3 separate regions of the Mus musculus genome follow, and all the other regions are linked to region 2. The links are chromatin contacts, called in public HiChIP or PLAC-seq and Micro-C maps. All regions are on one chromosome and are shown on one strand. The core of a region is the stretch at or near the end of the contact, and the rest is flanking DNA. Distances in the headings are between cores, read along the strand shown. Region 1 holds the start of Dph3 (diphthamine biosynthesis 3). Region 2 holds the start of Slc18a3 (solute carrier family 18 (vesicular monoamine), member 3). Region 3 holds the start of Ncoa4 (nuclear receptor coactivator 4).

Region 1 (2,700 bases), core at 148-2,647, 380 kb before region 2:
AAGTTCTGTGCTTTGGTCCAACTTACCCTATAGTCATTTTAGAATTTATCCTCTAGACTGTTACATTCTGTACTTAGACTCCAAAGCACTAACTGAGCTTTGGGTGGGAAGTAAAGATATTTACCCCTTTTCTATTGCCATTCCTAATGGATACAAAGGAACATGGAACTGTAACATTACATCTAGGAACTATATCTCAAACAAGGTAGATTCTGTACATAAGCTAGGCAAGCAATAAAATGCAATCTTCTAAAAATATCCTAGAGCTCTGAACAAACTAAATATTAAATACAAGAGAAATGTCAAAAGGAAGAACATCAATTAAAATAACCATAATTTTTCATTCCTGATTAAGTCATCAATTTTCATTACAAAGCAATTTCTTTATTGCCCTTTCCAAAGTGATCATAAGTTACATAAAAGGCAGATCTCTGTGAATTCAAGGCCAGCCTGGTTCACATCATGAGTTCCAGTATAGCCAGGGCTACTTAAGGTCCCTGTCTCAAAAAACAAACCAACACCCAACACTCTTCCGCCCTTTTCTATCAGACAGGCTCCTTTAGGCCCTTGTCATTAGCTCACACCACCCATCCCCTTTAACATATCCCTTACTTTGTCATAAATCACTTTTATAATGAGTGAGCAGCTAGGACACGTGGCCACATCTTCTCCATTTTCCAAATCTTCCTACAACGCAATCAAACAACATATGGTCAGCATAGCCTTTCGTCAACTTCCCATAAATCTCTCCTATGTCTATGGGCAAGTCTTTAGTTGGGTAACAACACAAAGAACTTTCCTCCCAAGTGTCATCTAGGAAAAAAAAACAGGGAGATTAGATTGGTTCGATCGCCTCCAAAACCCTGGGGTACAAAATCAAGTTCCCTTCTTCAAAGAAGCTCCCAGGGGAAAAAAAAATAGAAAAAAAAGAAAAACACTTAGGGGCGGGACTACGGAGAACAGCGCCCTTAACCCGACCCTGTATGCTAGACAGCCTAGGTTACTACTTTAGGGGCGGGGGTTCGGAAGAACACGTGGGTAACTGAGCCTTCCCAGGGACACCGGAAGCGACAATGCGCAAGCTCGAGGGATCGCCGGCGGGCCCTTTAGAGTACCTTGGTGATGGCAAAGTTATCCCCACAGGGGCAAGGGTAGAAATATGTCTCCGAGTCCTCGTCATATTGAAAGTCCTCGATCTCCACCTCGTCGTGAAACACCGCCATGGTCACCCGGTCGGCACCGCATCAGCTTGCCTACCTGCGCCCAGGCAGGGTAAGGCCCGGTCTTCCCGGTCCACCCTGGCGCAGGAACAGTCACTTCCGGACGCACAGGCGATGACGTAACTTCTACCGCCGCGGCCAAAAGGGTGACCCGGTCGCGGTCGCCATGGAGATAGCGCCGGAAAGATGGTGCTTCCTGCGCAGCAGCGTTGCGCAGTTCTCCGTCCACTGGGTGCCAGCGACCAATAGTGTGAAGGGCTCCCTCTCATGGCGGTTACGTCAGTCCGGGGCCCGGGGAGTTTGGGCTTGGGATATAAACGAGTTTTCTATGCAGGTGGAGTCTTGTCCTCCATAGCTGACTTCAGAGGACATTAAAAGAATTGGCGGAGGCTACGCCCTCTTGAAAGGGGGAATCATTGAGGCTCAGGGAGCCACACAGCGTCCTCTCCAGTTCTCGGCCCACAGCGCTCCTGCAATTGCGTTTCAGGCGACCTTGAACTCTGAGTGACTCTTGGCCTGTTATGAGTTCTTGCCTGCAGGTACATCACTGCCTCTCTCACCCCAGCCACTTTCTGATACCCCGGTTGTGTTGTAGAGAACCAAGATCTGCAAGACAGGGGCGAGTTCTAGCCATATTTTAAATATTCACTGCAGTGGTGGGCACAGTAGCTTTTAATTATTGGGGTTTTTAGTGGGCAACCTATATGTTAAACTTGATCTTGAGGTTCAAAAATCCATTTTATTCATCTTTAACATAGATTTAGAGACTGGGCATCTTGCCCAAGATTGCATACCTAGGCCATAACGATGAGCCTAGCTGTCTCTAAAGCCCAGGAACAAATTATTTATGTGAACTTTAGTTCTCGGTAAAAGGAATGGTGTTCCTGGTATTTTCGTCAGCGTGCAGCCTCTTCTTTGAGAAGCACGTTGTTCCGAGAGCCGTGCTGGGCTTGTTCCGGTTACAACCAGGGACTTTGGAGTAGTGCTAAGCAGTTACTCATCTCACTGGAGGAGTGCAGTGTAGTGAAAAGTAGTATGGCAGAACTGGATTCCAGTTTGACTTGAAGAGCTCTGGGGGTTGGAAAATTACATTCTTTGGTTCTTACATCCTCTTCTGAGAGTAGATCCTTTGGAATCTAACATTCTTTTGCACGAGAATGAATAGTTCAGCAGTCATGTATGACTTATGTAGTTTACATTTCTGTAACAGTGTTTAAGTATGTACAGTTGTGTGCATAAATTACCAATTTTGTGCATGTTTAAAGGACACTATATTTTGAAGCCTTTTTGAAGTGTGAAAACCTATGGGCAGAGAAGCCTTTGGGAGGAAAAAACCCAGAACTTAAGTGTATGGAAGGTTGTTTCAAAGATCTCCATTCCTTTTTTTTTTTTTTTTTTTAACATAATTGAAGATCTAAATAGCAATTAGGAGATCTTTGTAGCCTGTTGCAGGTTAGCTGTAGCCTGTCTGGGCAGAAGA
Region 2 (2,700 bases), core at 120-2,619:
CACGTGGCTATGGTGGGCTCGAGAAACGCAAGGGGAATGTTACAAGTTGTGAGCGCTCCGGCTACAACAGCGATGTAAGGGTCTAGCATGAGGCGATGGATAGGTGTGCCCACGGGCAGGTTGGCCCGCGCCCGAGCCGCAGCTGAGAAAGGCTTAGCCACCGCCAGGAGTAGGAGTGCGTCGAAGAGCGACACGGCGGCGAGCACTAGAAAGGGTACACGCTTGCCCGCGAACTCGTAGAGGATGCCCCCAAACGGTGGCGCCACTAGGCTTCCAAAGCTGATGAAGGCTAGCGCCACGCCCAGAGCACGACTGCGCTCAGGCTCCTCGGGATACTTGTCGGCGATCATGGCAATGCCAGACGTGTCCGCGAAGGCTGAGCCCAGGCCTTGTAGACTGCGCGCAGCGAAGAGCGTGGCATAGTCTTCTGCAAAGGCAAACATGACTGTGGAGGCGAACATGACGCCCAGGCCAATAAGCAGCGGCACGTCGTAGCTCATGCGATCAATGAAAGGCCCGCTTAAGGGGTTCACCAGAAGCTGCAGGATGGCCTTGGAGGCAAATAGCACGCCTATCTTCACATCTTCACTTTCTGTGGGGTAGCGAGGCCGCAGGATTGACCGAGCCGACCCGGCAGCCGTCGGGGACGCCGAGGTGTTGGCCAAGTAGGCGCTGGCATTAGCCAGAGTGGGCGGCGGCAGGGTGGGTTCCCACACCTCAGAGATCAGGGTAGGGCTCTCGCTGCCCCCGCGCATGTGAGCGATATAGTCGGGAACAATGGGCACGATGACCATGTACAACATGTTGTCCAGTAACAGTGCAACGCACACGATGACCAGCACCAGGCGCCGCTGCCTCTGGGGCTCTTGTAGCGCGGCTCCCACTGCTTCCGACAGCTTGGTGGCCGCCGCCCGGGCCTGACCGGTTGGCGCGGTGGGTTCCATGCCCCTACCCGCTGCTCTTCCTAAGATGCCTCCACCGGAGTCGGGTGTCGGCGTCCCGCAGTGCAGAGGCTAGGGTACGGTACTTCGGGGGCGCGGTCCTAGCCGCGTAGCGCCCCCTGTGCTTCAGGTGGCTGTGGGGTTCATATCCCCGAGCTCAGGAGAAAAAAAAAAAAAAATCAAGGATTGTCCCGCGCGGCGCCGCTGCTCTTAGATGCTCCAGGGACCAGTTGCCGCTGTTTCGGATGCAACCGCGGAGGCCGGCAAGCCGAGGGGCTGAGGCGGGAGACTGGACGCGCGGTGCCCAGAGAGAGCAGGAGCAGCCCCTGCCGCGCAGAGAGGCCGTGTGCACCCGCCCAGGGGCATGCTGCCGCCGCCCGCCGTCTCTCCAGCCCTCCCCGCGCGTCCGCTCTTGCCTCTTCCTCCACCGCCGCCTCTCTTTTTTTTTTTTTTTCTCCCTCCACTTGGGGCTATGACGCGGTGAGTCTCGGCCCCCGAGTGGTGCCCGGGCCACTGGCGTCGCTCATGCTAATAGGACGTCGTCGGGGCGGGGGCCGGGGGCCGGGGGCGGGGCGCGTCCGGGCAGGGGTCCGCTTCCGAGATGTTTCCAGGTTGGGAGCAAGGGGAAGGGGATCTTGGCGAGCTGTAGTCCTAGACAAGCCCCTGGGGATGGGTGAGCAGTGGAAGGAACCGGCCCTATGTTTCCCCCAGTTCTGGGACCTATAGGGGTGAGGTTCCCCCAATTGGGAGGAGGGGTGCGGCAGCCGGTTCCCCGCAGCCTGGTGGGAGACGGGAGAGCCGGGGGCTCTAGACCTCCTCCTCAGCCTGGACTTCGGCGCACAGCGGGCACGGAGCCCCCGAGGTGAGCCGCGCTGCCTCCATCTGTTCTCGCAGCTGGAACACGCAGCCGGGACCCAGAGGCACAGCGCAAGCAACCCCCTTCCTCAATCCCGCCCCCAGCCCGTCTCATCCCCTCCTCCGGGAAGGGAGGGGGAAGGTACAGAGCCTTCAGGGTCTGGTTCCGACCCACCTGCCCTTAGGCAGAAAGTCTTAGCAGCTAATTCCAGTCTTTAAGGGTTTGAGTATTGAGAGGAGGAGTCGTTCTTTGCACCCAGGGTCCTGGAAGTCAAAACTAACACTTTTTGACCTCCCCCTACCTGGCCTCTCCTTTTCGGCTTTCCGGGCGCGGGTCTCTCCCCCCCCCCCCCCCAGCTCCGCCTATTTTCCCTTCCTTTCTACTCTCCCACTCCTCTTTCTAACTCCTCCCTGGCCCTCTTCTCTCCAGACCTTACCCTCCCTCTGCTCTTGAGAGCCTCCGCCCACTTTTCTGCATTTCCTCACCCCACCCCCACCCCGGCCGCCTCCAAGTCTTGAGTGGGGCTCACAAGTGGCGTGGAAGCTTCTGGGTCTCACGCAGCAGGGCCTCTGCAGCTTTGCTGTCAGTAGAGGCTTAGGAAGGCTCACCTTCCTTCCGGGAGGGCTGCACACGCTGAGCGTCCTGATTTGCAGGCGACAGGCTGAACAGATCAGCCTATGCGTTGGGCCCAGTGTGTCCTCAGAAGAGTTTTGACCCTAGATGGCACGTGAGGCCCGAGTTCCAGTCCACAGACTGGAAGGAGAGAGGATGCCAGTCAGCTGAGATTGGAGGTGGTGGTGACGTTGAGATTGGACTTTCCCTGTCTTGCGGAATCACAGGAGCCTTCAGATCCCAAGCTAGCCTCGGATTTAGCTTCTTCCACTGGGCTTCCCACCCGGGAAG
Region 3 (2,700 bases), core at 52-2,551, 300 kb before region 2:
AGTGGTTAAGAGCCCCGAAGCTCTTCCAGAGGTTCTGAGTTCCCAGCAACCACATGGTGGCTCAGAACCATCTGTTTCTGCTTTACAATGGAAAAAAGCATGTGTGTTCATGATGAAACCAGACTTCTTCTTTGTCCCTGGTACTCTCATTTATCCTTCCTTCCAGTTACTTAGGTACCCCCTCTTTATCGAGTCCCCACATCACACTGTGTTTGCATAAGGTTAGAACAGGTTAGAGATACTGGAGAAGGGGCTCTCTAGACCTCACGCAGTCTGACAGGAAACTCAGAAGCCGGACTTCTGTGGGTGGTGGGGCCTAGCTCTAGGGTCAGTTAGGTGTGGCATACAGACCAGCTAAAATACACTGACTTGAAACTGTAACATTAATTCTGACATTTATTTACTCAATATTTAAAAAAAAATGTAGCATGTTTTTCCTAAGTTATAAAGCCCATCAGCCTTGTCTTAGTCACTGTTTTATTGCTGTGAAGAGACACCATGACCATGGCAACTCTTACAAAAGGAAGCATTTGCCTGGGCCATCTTTACCATTTCAGAGGCTTTGTCCATTATCAGCATGGCATAAAGCAGGGTGGCCTGCAGGCAGAAGTAGCTCAGAGTACTACATCCAGATCCACATGCAGCAGAAAGAAAGAGTGAGCCACTAAGCCTGGCTTGGACTTCTGAAGCCTCAAAGCCAACCCCCAGTGACATACTTCCTCCCCCAAAGCCACACCCACCCCAACAAGGACACTCACTCTAAGTAGAGCCATCTTCTCATCAGTAAGCATTCAAACACGTGAGCCCGAGAGGGCCATTCTTACTCAAACCACCACAAACCCCAGAGGAAAAAAAGAGTTTATTTTCTTTATTTGCATGACTCTTTTTTGCCTGCATATATACATCTGTACCGTGTGCACGCCTGGTGCCCTTGGAGGTCAGAAGGCACTGGAACCAGGAGGTATGGGTGGTTGTGAGCCATCCTGTAGGTGGCTGGGAACCAAAACTGGGTCCTCTGCAAGAACAGGAAGTGCTTTTTTTTTTTTTTTTCAAGACAGGGTTTCTCTGTGTAGCCCTGGCTGTCCTGGAACTCACTCTGTAGACCAGGCTGTCCTCGAACTCAGAAATCCGCCTGCCTCTGCCTCTGCCTCCGGAGTGCTGGGATTAGAGACTTACTGATAGGCACGAAAATGATCCAGACTAAGGGCAGGGAGTGTTACTGCATGCCTCCACGTTGAGCTCTAAGAAGACTTTGCGCAGGCGCGGAAGGAAATCTCGCGAGACTGTCAGAACACTACCGAGAAGCGTGGTAGGGAGGCCATCCTATCGCGAGAACTCTGTCTTCAGGGTCCGGATCCTTCCACGGCTAAGTGTCTGGGTCGGTCTAAGGTCCGCTCGGATCACCGGAAGGAGCGCTGCCAGCCGGTAAGGACGAGAGTGGCCGGCGGGCGCGCTTCCTCTTCTGCCCTGTGCCCTTCTTCGCTCCGGCCTGTGGCCTGTCCTGCCCTCCCCTCCATTCTTCCCGACCCTCGGGTCCGGGACCACCATCCCACCTGCCTGCACGCGGGGCCCAATGGCCCTTCCCTTCCCCAGGTCACGTCTGCTGTGATCGCCTCTCCAGTCCCCGCGTCGCGCCAGGCCAGAGCTCCTCTCCCTCCCCTCGTCCCGACGCTACCACTTTTCCTTCATGCCCAAGCGCTGGATCTGTCTTCTCTCCTCTGTCCTGTCGACATGTTTCGTTCCTGGGCCACGATTGCAGCCTGAATGCTTCTCTTCCATCCCTTTCCCTACATTGCCCTGACTGTCCTCTGGGTTTATAGCGGTGACAGCCCTGTTTCTCTGGTCCCAGGCGGGCCTGGTTTCCATTACTGACCCAGTGCACATTTGCCCCTATTCCTAGTGGTTTGGCAAGGTGGAATGACTTCTGGAGGCCCACTATCCGTTTCCTTCTCCCAGCAGTCCCTTTAAATCGTTTGATTCGTCCCTTCAGCTGATGAGAAGAGAGAGCTTGCAGAATCATTAATTCATAGCTCGGGCGTTCATTTGCTATATGCTTAGGGTACTGAGGATATAGTAATGTAAAGAAGTGGACGTGCTCCCGGCCCTGATGTGACTTAGCCCTTGCGGTGGGAACAGTATGGGTTTAAGTGCTACAGGCTGGAACTTGGGAGGATGGCTCAAGAATGACAAGTCAGAGGGGCTGGAGTTATCTGACCCTCCTGCACACAGCTCTCCTGCTAGTGTTGTTTAGTAGGTAAGGGCCTGCCACCCTGGCGTCCTTTTGGAAGGACTTGACTTTCCACCCACTTGGTAATTTGGAGTATGGTCATAGACCTTTTGAGTTACTTCCCTGGGTGTGTATGGGACAGGTAAGGCTGTTGGTTCTCCGTTAGCATCCCACTGTGATGTTTCTGAACTTTTAAAGTACATTAGAACATTGGAAAGAATTTCATCCTGTGTGACAAACAGGAGACTAATTTGTACTGCTCAGCAGGTCGCTTGATTTGCTCTGTGGATTTTTTTGTTTGTTTAAGAAGAGTGTCAGATCCCCTTACAAGCCATTGTGAGTCACCTGATGTGGGCCCTAAGAACTGAACTCTGGCCCTTTGATAACCACTGGGCCATCTCTCCAGCCTGGTTTGTTTAGTTTGCTTGAGACTGGCTGCAGGGATCCTGTTGGCTCTGCTGGGTTTACAGACG

The links. A called contact is a pair of places that touch in the nucleus more often than the background predicts. HiChIP or PLAC-seq counts read pairs in DNA pulled down with a chosen protein or histone mark.
Region 1: a Micro-C map of embryonic stem cells shows a contact between it and region 2, with 3 times the contacts expected there. The contact joins the promoter of Dph3 here to the promoter of Slc18a3 in region 2. A contact is called at or near these places in 7 of 39 promoter capture datasets (the 3T3-L1 cell line, the HPC-7 cell line, embryonic stem cells and 4 more), 3 of 484 Hi-C or Micro-C datasets (cortical neurons and embryonic stem cells) and 5 of 115 datasets of contacts at active chromatin or transcription factors (embryonic stem cells and large pre-B cells).
Region 3: a contact with region 2 is called in an H3K4me3 HiChIP or PLAC-seq map of embryonic stem cells, with 10 read pairs. The contact joins the promoter of Ncoa4 here to the promoter of Slc18a3 in region 2. A contact is called at or near these places in 15 of 39 promoter capture datasets (the 3T3-L1 cell line, the C10 cell line, the SN4741 cell line and 11 more), 1 of 484 Hi-C or Micro-C datasets (embryonic stem cells), 6 of 115 datasets of contacts at active chromatin or transcription factors (bone marrow-derived dendritic cells, bone marrow-derived macrophages, embryonic forebrain and 2 more) and 2 of 9 other capture datasets (adipose tissue and pancreatic islet).

The regions. Positions count from the first base shown.
Region 1 is chr14:32,084,295-32,086,994 of GRCm38.p6, forward strand. Dph3 (diphthamine biosynthesis 3) reads right to left here and starts at 1,398. Exons shown (of 3, transcript NM_172254.4): 1 at 1,116-1,398; 2 at 613-687. The coding sequence starts at 1,223. It overlaps Oxnad1 (oxidoreductase NAD-binding domain containing 1), which reads left to right and starts at 1,434. Exons shown (of 8, transcript NM_145460.2): 1 at 1,434-1,759.
Region 2 is chr14:32,463,481-32,466,180 of GRCm38.p6, forward strand. Slc18a3 (solute carrier family 18 (vesicular monoamine), member 3) reads right to left here and starts at 1,370. Exons shown (of 1, transcript NM_021712.3): 1 at 1-1,370. The coding sequence starts at 944. It overlaps Chat (choline acetyltransferase), which reads right to left and starts at 2,429. Exons shown (of 16, transcript NM_009891.2): 1 at 2,327-2,429.
Region 3 is chr14:32,158,586-32,161,285 of GRCm38.p6, forward strand. Ncoa4 (nuclear receptor coactivator 4) reads left to right here and starts at 1,302. Exons shown (of 10, transcript NM_001033988.2): 1 at 1,302-1,425.